2 separate regions of the Mus musculus genome follow, and region 2 is linked to region 1. Evidence: chromatin contacts called from public HiChIP or PLAC-seq data. All regions are on one chromosome and are shown on one strand. The core of a region is the stretch at or near the end of the contact, and the rest is flanking DNA. Distances in the headings are between cores, read along the strand shown.

The links. HiChIP or PLAC-seq counts read pairs in DNA pulled down with a chosen protein or histone mark.
Region 2: a contact with region 1 is called in an H3K27ac HiChIP or PLAC-seq map of embryonic stem cells, with 9 read pairs. The contact joins the enhancer-like site here to the promoter of Pomk in region 1. A contact is called at or near these places in 6 of 39 promoter capture datasets (cranial neural crest, embryonic stem cells, frontonasal cranial neural crest and 2 more), 3 of 484 Hi-C or Micro-C datasets (epidermal suprabasal cells, nephron progenitors and pre-hematopoietic stem cells), 3 of 115 datasets of contacts at active chromatin or transcription factors (all in embryonic stem cells) and 3 of 9 other capture datasets (adipose tissue, liver and pancreatic islet).

The regions. Positions count from the first base shown.
Region 1 is chr8:25,991,269-25,997,055 of GRCm38.p6, forward strand. Pomk (protein-O-mannose kinase) reads right to left here and starts at 2,853. Exons shown (of 5, transcript NM_029037.4): 1 at 2,819-2,853. It overlaps Gm31402 (a long non-coding RNA gene), which reads left to right and starts at 2,026. Exons shown (of 2, transcript XR_378826.3): 1 at 2,026-2,295; 2 at 5,144-5,787.
Region 2 is chr8:26,060,270-26,066,056 of GRCm38.p6, forward strand. Hook3 (hook microtubule tethering protein 3) reads right to left here. Exons shown (of 22, transcript NM_207659.3): 14 at 1,108-1,177. Among named protein-coding and RNA genes, the nearest start is that of 1700047A11Rik, 19 kb to the right of the region's middle. Within about 2 kb of position 3,317, at least 10 of the 459 cell types and tissues checked have an H3K27ac peak or open chromatin away from gene starts, as enhancers often do. A contact at or near this core is called in embryonic stem cells and stem cell-derived epiblast-like cells, where this site is marked.

The sequences.
Region 1 (5,787 bases), core at 1,603-4,102:
GTTATCACAGAGAAAGGAGCTTCAGGTGAGGAAATGCCTCCATGAGATCCAACTATAAGGCATTTTCTCAATTAGTGATCAAGGGGGAAAGGCCCCTTGTGGGTGGGACCATCTCTGGGCTGGTAATCTTGGGTTCTATAAGAGAGCAGGCTGAGCAAGCCAGGGGAAGCAAGCCAGTAAAGAACATCCCTCCATGGCCTCTGCATCAGCTCCTGCTCTCTGACCTGCTTGAGTTCCAGTCCTAACTTCTTTCAGTGATGAACAGCAATGTGGAAATGTAAGCTGAATAAACCCTTTCCTCCCCAACTGCTTCTTGGTCATGATGTTTGTGCAGGAATAGAAACCCTGACTAAGACATGCATGGATGAGTCCTGAGTGACTAGGGATGTAGATAGTTGTGCTTAGCATATTCTACGATGCGGTGCCCTGGAGAATACCAACGGGAACATAAACTCCTGGAACCCAGTCTTGGCTGGCTTACCTCTCTACACGCACGCATGCATGCTATGGGCCACACTCCAGCCCCCATCTACTCCTAGGTGTTCAAAGAAACCCTTTGGGAGCTGTGTAGGCCTTTCCCTTCTAGATTATGTGCTCCTTGATGTCTGTCTCCTGTTCTGTTTGGTTTCCCACTGTCTGCAGTGCCTCGAACAGCAGGGACTTGAATGTACCAACTCCTCACGCCCCCCCCCCCCCCCGCGTCTCTTCTTCAGTTCTCTGTGGGATCCGACCTGTAACGCCTCTCATCCACCCATTTCTTCTTGCACCCGGTGTCGCCACACCAACACCATGGTTACATCTTCCCAGTGTCAAGTCTCAACCTAACCTCCCCCTCATCTTACCTGGCCACTGGGTGAATGCAAGCTTCATGCAGCCTAGAGCTCATACCGTTTTAGGAAGGAAAGGATGCTCCCCAAGAAAACAACACAAGGCAGACTGGGCAGATTGCTCAATGGGTAGTGAGGACCCCAGAATCCCAAAGAAGCCAGATGTACTGTAATCCCACTGGTGGCGGATAGTCGAAAAGCTGCTGGACCAGCTAGCCAGACACATGGCGGGACACCACAAAGTGACACCGTCTCAAACAAGGCAGGAGGCCAAGAGCCACACCCATGTTGCACTCTGACCTCCACATGTACACCATGACACACGTGTGAAACACGCACATAGGCACACACACTTTTGAATGTAAAATTGTCAGCCCCTTTCCAGGGTTTTTGCAAGGGATTTGTGGCAGCACACAGAAACTGTCTTTATTGGGGGCTGGAGAGGTGGCTCAGCGGTTAAGAGCACTGATTGCTCTTCCGAAGGTCCTGAGTTCAAATCCCAGTAACCACATGGTGGCTCACAACCATCTGTAATGAGATCTGACTCCCTCTTCTGGTGTGTCTGAAACAGCTACAGTGTACTTACAATCTTAAAAAAAAAAAAAAAATTCTCACCCACTACTCATACTCCAGTACCATATATGCATGTTCAGTCCCCTATGGTCTGGGTGAGCATCCTCCAAAGGCCCATTCATTAAAGACTTGGTCTCCAGCTGTTGGCACTACCAGACAGCAGCAGAACCTCGAGGAGGCAGAGTCTGCTACAAGGAAGCTTCTGTCAGTAACACGTGACCTAGAAGGAGACACTGGGCCCTCAGCCTGTGTCTCTGTGCTTCCAGGATGCCAGGAAGTAAGATGACCTCTCCCATCATGGTCTTCCCCTCTTCAATTTTCTCTTCCACCGCTCTCTCCCGCCACGACGAGCATAATGACCACAGGCCATAAGCAAAGAATCCCACGGCTGAGCCCAAGAAAATCCTTCCCCTTTAAAAGCTGACCATAGCAAGAAAGGCCAGCAACACTGACAAAATGCTGCAGGAACCCAGAATTCATATTTTTCAATCTACTTATTTTATACACAGGAGTGTTCGCTTGCATGCACACTGTACAATATGTGCTATGTGTGCCTGGTGCCGAGGGAGGTCAGAATACAGTGCTGGATTCCCTGAAACGGAAATTATGGACAGTGGGGAGCTATTAGGGAATTGAACCCAGGTCCTCTGCAACGAGTGCTGTTAGCCACTAGCCATCTCTCCAGCCTTAGAATCCATACTATCAGATCTATGCGGAACCCTCTTTGCTTGGCAATCGATTAACACACCTGTTTCTTGTGGACCGCCCAGGCAGCCCAGAGCTTAAAGAAGTGAGTATGTGTGGTCGGCAGAGCGGGAACTTCCGGCACTGTTTAAACACCAAGGCTATTTGATAACGGTGAAAAAGGACCAGCTGCTGTATGTCGACTGCTTAGGTTAGTCAAGGGAAATAAGTCAACTAAATGAATTGCCAATATGCAGAATATTTTACACAATTCGAGAAGGAGCTGGTGTCACCCAATTCAGACTAAATTTCATTTCCCGATAACTATTTAAACAGTCTGGATGTTATTTAGTTTGGACAGGCGAAGGTGGGGGCGGGGGGCATCAAATTTACTAAAGGTCTAAAACTGGTTTTTAACAAAGAGGGGGAGAGAAAGCGAGAGCATGGCGGACAGCCTCCGCTCACATGGTTCAATAGCAGCTCCCGGTGCATGGTACTGGGATACCATGGATACCGGGAGAGGGGTTGCGTGGTGAGCATCCAAAGGGAATGCATGGTGCACCCGGAGGAGGGGTGCGCGGTAAGCACGGGAGGAGCCAGCACCAGTACCCGGTTTAGTTTTCATGATCCCCATGAGAGGATCCACTTTGGGATTGGGTCCGGGGGCTCAGGAGGGTCAGGCTTGGAAAGGCCCCACAGAACCCTGTCCCGCTTCACTACGCCCCGGAGCCTACCTGGCGACCACCAAATCCGGCTCGCATTCCAGGACGCCTGCGCGGCCGGAAGCGGTCGGAGACGAGCGTGAGGCTGCCTCCTGGTGGCCGCCTCTTGCCTTACAGTGGACGCCCGCGCCAGCGTAGGCGCGGTCATCCATACCCTGGTCCTCATTTCCTCTAGCCAAACTGGTGAAGGCCAGGCTGCAACAGCAAGGTTGAGCCTGGGACTGGGGACCTCAGAGGGGCTGCTTCCTGATCTACAGCTCTACACTCTCTGCAAAGCGGTGGCTGCCAAAGAGTGATCCTCAGAAAAGCAACACGAGCAAATCGCAGAGTGAGGCTCAGTGCACTGATAATGCCTCTGGCTTTGAAAACTATGTGACTTTGGAGCTTTGGCCTGAGACGCCAAGCTGCGCGTCACAGATTTCAGGGCCAAACCTCAAGTCATGCGAAGGCTGGAAGGTCTCAGCGTGCTACACTAGTATTAGTACTGGAAGTGAAATGGGAGGGGTAAGGTTGGGAAATGGAAAATCAGACATATCATCTACTTCTAAACTGATTTATTTTCCAGATTTGAAATCAAAACATACAGTGTGTGGGTAAAAACAAAAACCATCTATGTTTATTATCCAAACTCTAAGCATGCTAAAGAACCCAGAATCTTGATCTAGGAAGCACTAGAGGAACCGACAAAACTCCCTTCAAAGAATCCCTGTAAGCAACTTTTGCTTCTCAGACTGACAAATGCGTTTGTGTGTGGTGTGCCAGAGAACTCAAAGGCCAGGAGTGATAGATAGACTTGCTGGTAATTGTGGTCCCCCAGATACCAATGCTATATGAACTAAACTCAGGTTCTGTGGGGCCATCTCTCCAGCACCAGGGCTATTTATAGTAGAAAATATACCTGGATGTATAACAGCAAGTATTTCAGAAATAAATTATAGGCATTATATAAAAAACACCATTAAGAACACTGTTTAATGAATAGTTTCAGTTTGTGAAGCTTTAAAACTTCTGGTGATGATGGAGGTAATGGTTGTAAAATAATGTGAATATATTGGATGCCACTGAAATAAACACTTAAAAATGACTCAGATACGGGCTGGAGAGACCCCCTCAGTAGGTAAGAGCATTGGTTGCTCTTCCAGAGAACCTGGGTTCCTGGCATCCACTTGGCAGCTCACAACCACCTGTAACTGAGTTCTAGAGGATTAGACCTCCTCCGCTTCTGCCCTCTGAGGGCACTGCACACACGTGGTGCTCAGACATATAAGCACGCAGAACACCCAGCCACATAAAATAAATTCCAAAGCAACCTGTTACAAAAGGACTAAAATCAGGAGGTGTGTTATATAGAGTTTGCTATAATAAGTGATGATGCTGCAGGGGGCCACAGAGATGGCCAGCAGGTCAGCGTGCTTGCCACCAAGCCTGACCATCTAAGTTCAGTTTCCTAGGACCCCTCCTAGGGGAGGGGAGAAGGATTCTCACCATGTCATCCTTAGATCTCCAAATGCACACGCATGGACACACACACACCAAATAAACGTGACATTAGGTGATGCTGTGATGATGCATCCTGACATGAAGAGCTATTCATGGCACATGGATGTAGTGCTTTTGATGCTAAGCATCCCGCATAGGTCCACGTGGTCCTCTGCGGGGCAGGCTGCTTTGGAAGTGGAGCCCTGTTAGAGGATGCGATTCCTTAACAGGCCTTACTTCCTGTTCACGCTCTGTTTCCTGGGTCTGAGTGCCAATCTCCCATGGGGCAGCCATCAAATCACTCACTGTCTGCTGCTGTATCCGTCTTGAAATGATAGCCTGTGTGCCCTTGGCATAATGAAACAAAGTAACAAGTTGCTTTTGTCAGAGAATTTGATTACAAGGTGAAAGTTAACTAAGACAATGGCTAAGGGTGGGAAACAATCCCATGCTTTAAAAATGTTTTTAATGTTGTGGCACCTGGATCGACTCCAGGAGCCCATGCTATCCTCACACCCCGGAAGCCAATAAAACAGTGATTTCAACAAAAGATGGGGAGGGGACTTCCGAGAAAGATGGGAAACTTCCATAAAGCACAGCTTCAAAATCCAAGCAAAATTAAGGGTAGAGCTATTTGTGTGGTCAAGGAAGACTGGCATTTGGAGCAGCATGGATCTGGTCAGGGGATGTCTGCTCTGTTCTCCCCTGACCTAAATTCAGTACGGCTAAAACCTGGAAGTCCTCTAGTTAACCACGGAGCAGCAAAGAAGACTCCTAAGTCAGGAAGTAGAGGAAACCCTCATTTCTGTGTTGTTCTATCCCTGTTCTCACTTCTGCCTTTTCCTTATTTATTCCCAGCCACCTGCACCACAGTAGCATATGTGACTGCCAACCAAAAACTGCAGGACCAGAACACAGTAAAGCCTTCCTTTCTACCCAGTGGAAATGGACTCTGAGGAAGCCCAAACCAGCTCGCCCTGCCTCCCTCCCCAGGCCCAACCTGCTTCATTGCTATAGCACGATTGTGGACGTAGGCAGATTCTTGTCTGTGTGTGTTTTTAAAATTATTATTTTTTTCTTATTCTTAGGGAATGAATTAAGGTCAAATCCTCCCCCATTTCCCTTCTACACTCTCTTCCCAACATGTCCCCTTCCCACCTCCATGTCTCCCCGCCCTCCCCTTGGTGCTGCTCCTACTGGGGCTGCCCCTATATGGAACCTTCAGGGCCAGCAGGATTCTGTAGAGATTCTGTGTGAGTCCTCAGCTGCTTCACAGCAGTCCTGCCTTTGTTTTTCCGCACACAAGTCCCTTGTTCTAGTATCAGAAACAGCCAGCGGGTATGAGTGTGCACATGCACGTACAGGTGTGTACACACCTAGAGAGGCCATCTGAGCATAGGAAACCTACCAATGGCTTCACCTTCAGAAAGGATTCTCGATCCAGTGATCGAGTGGCAGTCTTTTCTTGGTAAGGGGTTAGGGGAGAAAGCACTTCCCCAGGC
Region 2 (5,787 bases), core at 2,067-4,566, 69 kb after region 1:
TTAATATGTTAATAGTTATCTGCTTTGTAAAAATACCTTTGTGTATATTGTTAGGTATTTCCTTAAGTTTTTTTTTTTTGCCAGAAAAACGAATTTTCAGTGAAAAGATGGGCACATTTCTACATATTCTGCTACTTTTTTTCAAAACATTTTTCTCCCTACTTTTTACATTGTTTGAGGATTTTAGTCCCTCCAAAACTCTAACATTGGTGAAAAATATCAACTGTTAACTCACTGTCCGCGACATATGCCATAAAGTTTTCATCACCTTACAGTTTCATTTTTCCTATTAGCTCTTCAGGATATTGAGACTACTTAAGTCATAGCTAATCACATGCAGAAAAAAATAACAGGTCTGAGTCAATGCTCCTTTCTAACTTAACAATCTCTCACCACCAGGCTTCCTCAGCTGCAGAGGGAAAGGATCATCCATTTACATATAAATAACTGCAAAGAATAAGGATGCATTCATTCAAATAATCCACTTGTTTTCAGAAACAAGTGAAAAGTAAAAGATCACAGGGCTGGGGAGGGGCTGATGGCCTCTGTCAGGATTCCAGGATGGAGAGAGGGAACAACCCCCAGCAATGGGCAGGATTCATCACCCCCTTCTGTACACTTGGTTCCCCTCCTCTCACTTTCCATTTGTACACACAATGCTAGGATGTACTGTAGGACGCGAAAGCCCTAAGATGCTAGGTCTAAATATACGGTGAGGAATACTGAGGGCAGAGTTGTTTGCAGCAGTACACCCTTATGAGACCAGTCCTAGTGGGTGATAGACAGATCTTAGTAACGGATTATGTATTTGGATGATGGCTAAGATAAGCCTTTGCCTTGGGTATTTTCATGCTGTCTTCAGAGGATCCAAGAGTGGGATATGTGATTTTTCTTTTGTAGTGTGCAAGACTGTCTTACCCAAGTGAAAATAATTAGTTCTCCAGTCAAGTTTAAAAAGCTTCTAACATACCTAAAACATGGAAATTTAATGCTGAGTGATTCAGGCTGAAATGTACGTCAATAAGAGGAGCTAGTTCTGTGTACACTGGAGAGTAAGGGCTCTGCAAGGGTATTGTGCTGAGTGACTGCCACTACCATTCTCCTTACCTGATTTCGGGTGTAACAATCTCTGCTGCAAGGCTGTCTGAAGATTCCTGGCTTCCCAGAGGCATTAACCCTACAAACACAAGGAGAGGCAAAGTCAAGGAAGCACAACTACCTCCTTTGCTTAAGATGCAGCGTCTGCAGGAAGCACTACCCTGAATTTTAACACTTAAAAAAACAAAAACAAACAAAAAAAACCCTCTGTTTTTTGGGGGGGGCGTTGGGAGTTGTTATTTGTTTTGTGGTTTTGGTATTTGAACCAGGCTCTGTGGATACTAGGCAAAAATCAACTAATTTTCTCAAGTAAAGACCAAGTTTTAGTAGCCTTACAAAATTAATTTATTGTTATAACAGTTTTAAGGGTATAATACATACCATTAAGTGCATTTCAATGTTATCCAACTACTACCATTATCTGTTTTCAACTATTTAAGAACTGAAACAGAAATTCTATAACCACTGGGCACGCGCTCTCCCTGCCTGTAGTTCCCGGGTAAACCCTCTTCTACTTTTCATCTGTCTGGGGCAATGGGTGGCCTGTGCAGACATGTACGCAGAACCGTGCATTGGTCGCTTTTTACTTAGTTAACACAGTTACGTTGATGATTTGCCCATATTACAGCACTTCTGCAGAACTTTCTTCTCTTTACTGATAATATTCCAATGTATGCATTTATTGTACTTAATCTGTTGGTGGATGCGCATTATTTCTACTTAGTAGTAATTGTGAATAATGCTATGTGCATATATATGTGCACAATTATCTGATTGTATCCACTTTCAGTCCTTTTATTAATGTACTTAGAAGAGGAACTAGTGAATCACATGTAAACTTTATGTTTAAAACATTTCAAACTTATTTCTATAACATTGCCCCATCCTGCCTGTAATGCATAATGGTTTCAACTTCTCCCAACCAATTCCAATCAACGTTTATTTTCCTTTGTTTGCAGTCATGGTGGTAGTGGGAGGAGCACTGGCCTCACAAGTTTGTGTAATGAATTGATCTGTCTTTTTCTAGTGACCAACGATATCACTAATTCTTGTGGGTTTTGGCCATCTGTTAATCTTCTTTGGAGATATATAGTTCCTTCTATTTAACTCCTTTGTTCATATGTGAAATGGGTTTTATTTTTTTTATAATTATTCAATTTTCAAATTCTTCAGTTATTCTGTGTAGTCTCTGTGTATATATATCCCGTGTTCATGTATATGTCTGAGATCATATGCAGAAGTCAGAACTGACCTCAATTGTCTTCTTCAATCACCTGCACTTTCCATATATTTGTGTATATATGTTTCTATATATGTACATGTGTTCTAGGCACCTGAAGTGGCCAGAAGAGGGCATTGCTCTTCTAGTTGCTTTTTTGTTTGCTTGGTTTTTCAAGACAGGGTTTCTTAGTTTGACACTGGCTGTCCTAGAACTTGCTCTGCAGGCCAAGCTGGCCTCTAACTCAGATCTGCCTCCTCTGCCTCTCTCAGGCTTGGATTAAATCATGTGCCACCACTGCCTGGTATATTTTTTGTTTGCCTTGGATTCTCTGGAACTTGAGTTACAGATGGTTGGGAGCCACCCCGTGCTTGAAGGGAATCAAACCCAGGTCCTCTGGAAGAGCAGGCAGTACTCTTAACCACTGAGCCATCTTTCTAGCTCACTACTTTATATTTTGAGATAGGATTTCTCACTGAGTATCAAGCTCACACTCAGGTCCTCATACTTCCATAGCAAGCACTTTAACCACTGAGCTACCTTCTCAGCCCCTGGATATTAAATCAAATATTTGAAAATACTTTCTTCCATTATGTAGATTACCTCTACTCAGTTGAAGGTGATTTTTGGTGCATTAAGAATTTCAACATTAATAAAGTCCCATTCAATCATCTTTTGTTGTGCATGCTTTTGGCACCAATTTCAGGGGATCACTGTCAAACTAAATGTGATCAGAATGTCTGCCTACCCGGTGAGGTTTTATACTTAGTCCTTTGGGTCAATTTCATTCTTCTGCATTTGAATACACAGTAGGCAATCTATTTTCTCCTTGCTGCCTGTTCCCTTTTTTCCTAAGTGGTCTGGCTAGAAATGCTAATATTACCCTGAAGAAAAGTGGTGATGGCACTTCATTTTCTTCCTAGTTGCTATGCCCACTCCAGTGAAGTCTGCCTGTCAAGGTCAAAAGGCCTGGAAGCAGTCATGAGGCAGAGTTTCGAGGAAACTCAGCCTCCTGGAACCTTGGCATTCTCATAACCCATATACTCAAACCCTATCCCCACGTTAGTATGGTGTATGCTCTCTTTCAGTATTATTTTATTATAAGTGCCTTTAAAGATTGAATTTTAACATAGGTAAGCCTCCACCAGTGTTCCAACGTCCTAGAAAACCCTTGAAGCCAATGAGCTTGGAATTCAGTAGGAATTCTGTGAGAAGGTTACCTATTCAGTAACATTCAAATTTACTTCTAGCAGAGAAGGTGAAACTAATTAGGCATTACAAAGAACAGAGCTAGAATAGCTCAGGGCTAGTCTGCAGAGTGATTACTTAGGACTTAGGACAGTAGCCAAGTCTAACCCAAACAAGGGAATACACAATGGCCGAGCAAATAGGTGGGTTTAAAATGTAAGAGTTAGGGAATCCCCCTGAGACAGGTTTCTTCACTAGGCCCAAAGAAACAGCATAATCAGGCATTTACTAAGAACCCCTGGTGGTGGGCTTAACAATAGACTAGCATTACACCTGGCTCCCTTCTTAGTGGTAAACAGCAGCCTGGTTCCCGCCATCTTTTTTTTTTTTTTTTTTAAAGATTTATTTATTTACTATATGTAAGTACACTGTAGCTCTCCTCAGATACTCCAGAAAAGGGCATCAGATTTCATTAGGGATGGTTGTGTGCCACCATGTGGTTGCTGGGATTTGAACTCGGGACCTTCGGAAGAGCAGTTGGCGCTCTTAACCACTGAGCCATCTCACCAGCCCCCTCCCGCCATCTTTTGATGTATACATTCCTTATGTTTTGTGTCACTGTAACTCTGCGGATATGTCACATGGTTTCTTGTTATTCTTCTGTATAAAAAGTTTGATGCTCGATTTGACAAATTACACTCAGATTCAACATAGTCTCTCCTGTCCAGTCTGTTTGTCACCCCCACGCCCACCAACTCTATGCCCATCTGTCCGAGACCTTGATTTGCATGGATTGAGGAGGGCCCAATGAGCCCAGTCCGTGGCACCTAGTCTTGGAAGAAAAACTTTCATTCTTTCACCACTGAGGTTTTCTAAATGTTTCTTTATTGTGTGGAGGAAACTTTTTTTTACTTCTGGTATACTGAGTTTTTAAAATTAGGAGTACATGTTAGACTTTGTCAGATGCCTTTTCCGTACAAACTGAAACTATTTCCCTTTCGTTTGTTAATGTGGCTGACAATGAGCAATATGTCTATTCCTGAAGGAGTTCTACAGTAAAGTTCTAAGCAGGCAGGGTGTGCACCTTTCCAACTCCTATTCGGAACCCTACTGCAAGTCTTAGCTAGTACAGCCAGACTCAAAGGAGATAAATAAAGGGATACACATAGAAAAAGGGCAAGTCTAAGATCCATATTTGTAGATGATAGTACTCTACATAAGAACAGACCTCAGCACACGCATTTATTCCCAGTACTCGGGAGGCAGAGGTTGGTGGATCTCTGTGAGTTCCAGGCCAGCACAGCCAAAACTGTTAAACAGAGAAACAAAACAAAACAAATTCACTGCTCCCCAAAACCCAAAGAACACCATCACCACCACCATCATCAATAACAACAACAGACCTAAAAGTCTCCACCAGAAAACTCACAGACTTTCAGCATCATGGAAAGATAACAAAATTAATACACAAAAATGTGTAGCATTCCTATATACCAATAATACATACACTGAGGGGAAAAATCAGGGAAACAATTCCATTCACATTACCCTTAAAACAAGCAAAGAAGCAAACAAAAAGCACCTTGCAATAAACATAACCTAGGAAGTGAAAAACTTCTATGATGCCAACTGTGGAACATTGAAGAATTATATTGAATAATAAACTAGAATACAGACTCTAGAAAACACAAGCTTAAGTAAAAAATTTCTGCAGTTACTCAGGTTATAAGACCTATGGTTGGAAAATAGGGCTGCGACTTTTCTATAACAGAGAAAACAGTTACTGAGCCGAGATGTCAACAGATCAGGAGAAACTCTTTGCCAGCTACAAGGGCAAAGGGTGGACATGAGGAACAAGGAGATGAGTGGGGTGCATGGGAAACTCACAAAGAATTAAAAAGTAAAAGCAGAAAGAATATATAAAGTATATAAAAAGACTAACAGTCAAGAAAACAGACAACCTAACTTAAAAAACTGACTAGCGAATTAAACAGAGAATTCTCAAAACCAAAATCAAAACAAAGAAAAAAACCAAAACCAACCAACCAACCAACCAACCAAAATGACCAGTAAATATTTTAAAAAGTGTTTAACATCATTAGGCATCAAAAATGCAAATCAAAATTACTCTGAGATTCAATCTATTCATTGATATCAGACTGCCTATTGTTAAGAAAATAAATGACATCAAATGCTGGTGGTTGGCAAGAGTATGAGGGGCCTTAAGAGGCAACGGGTGGAAATGATCTAAATACAAAGTATTTGTATATAATGCTATAATG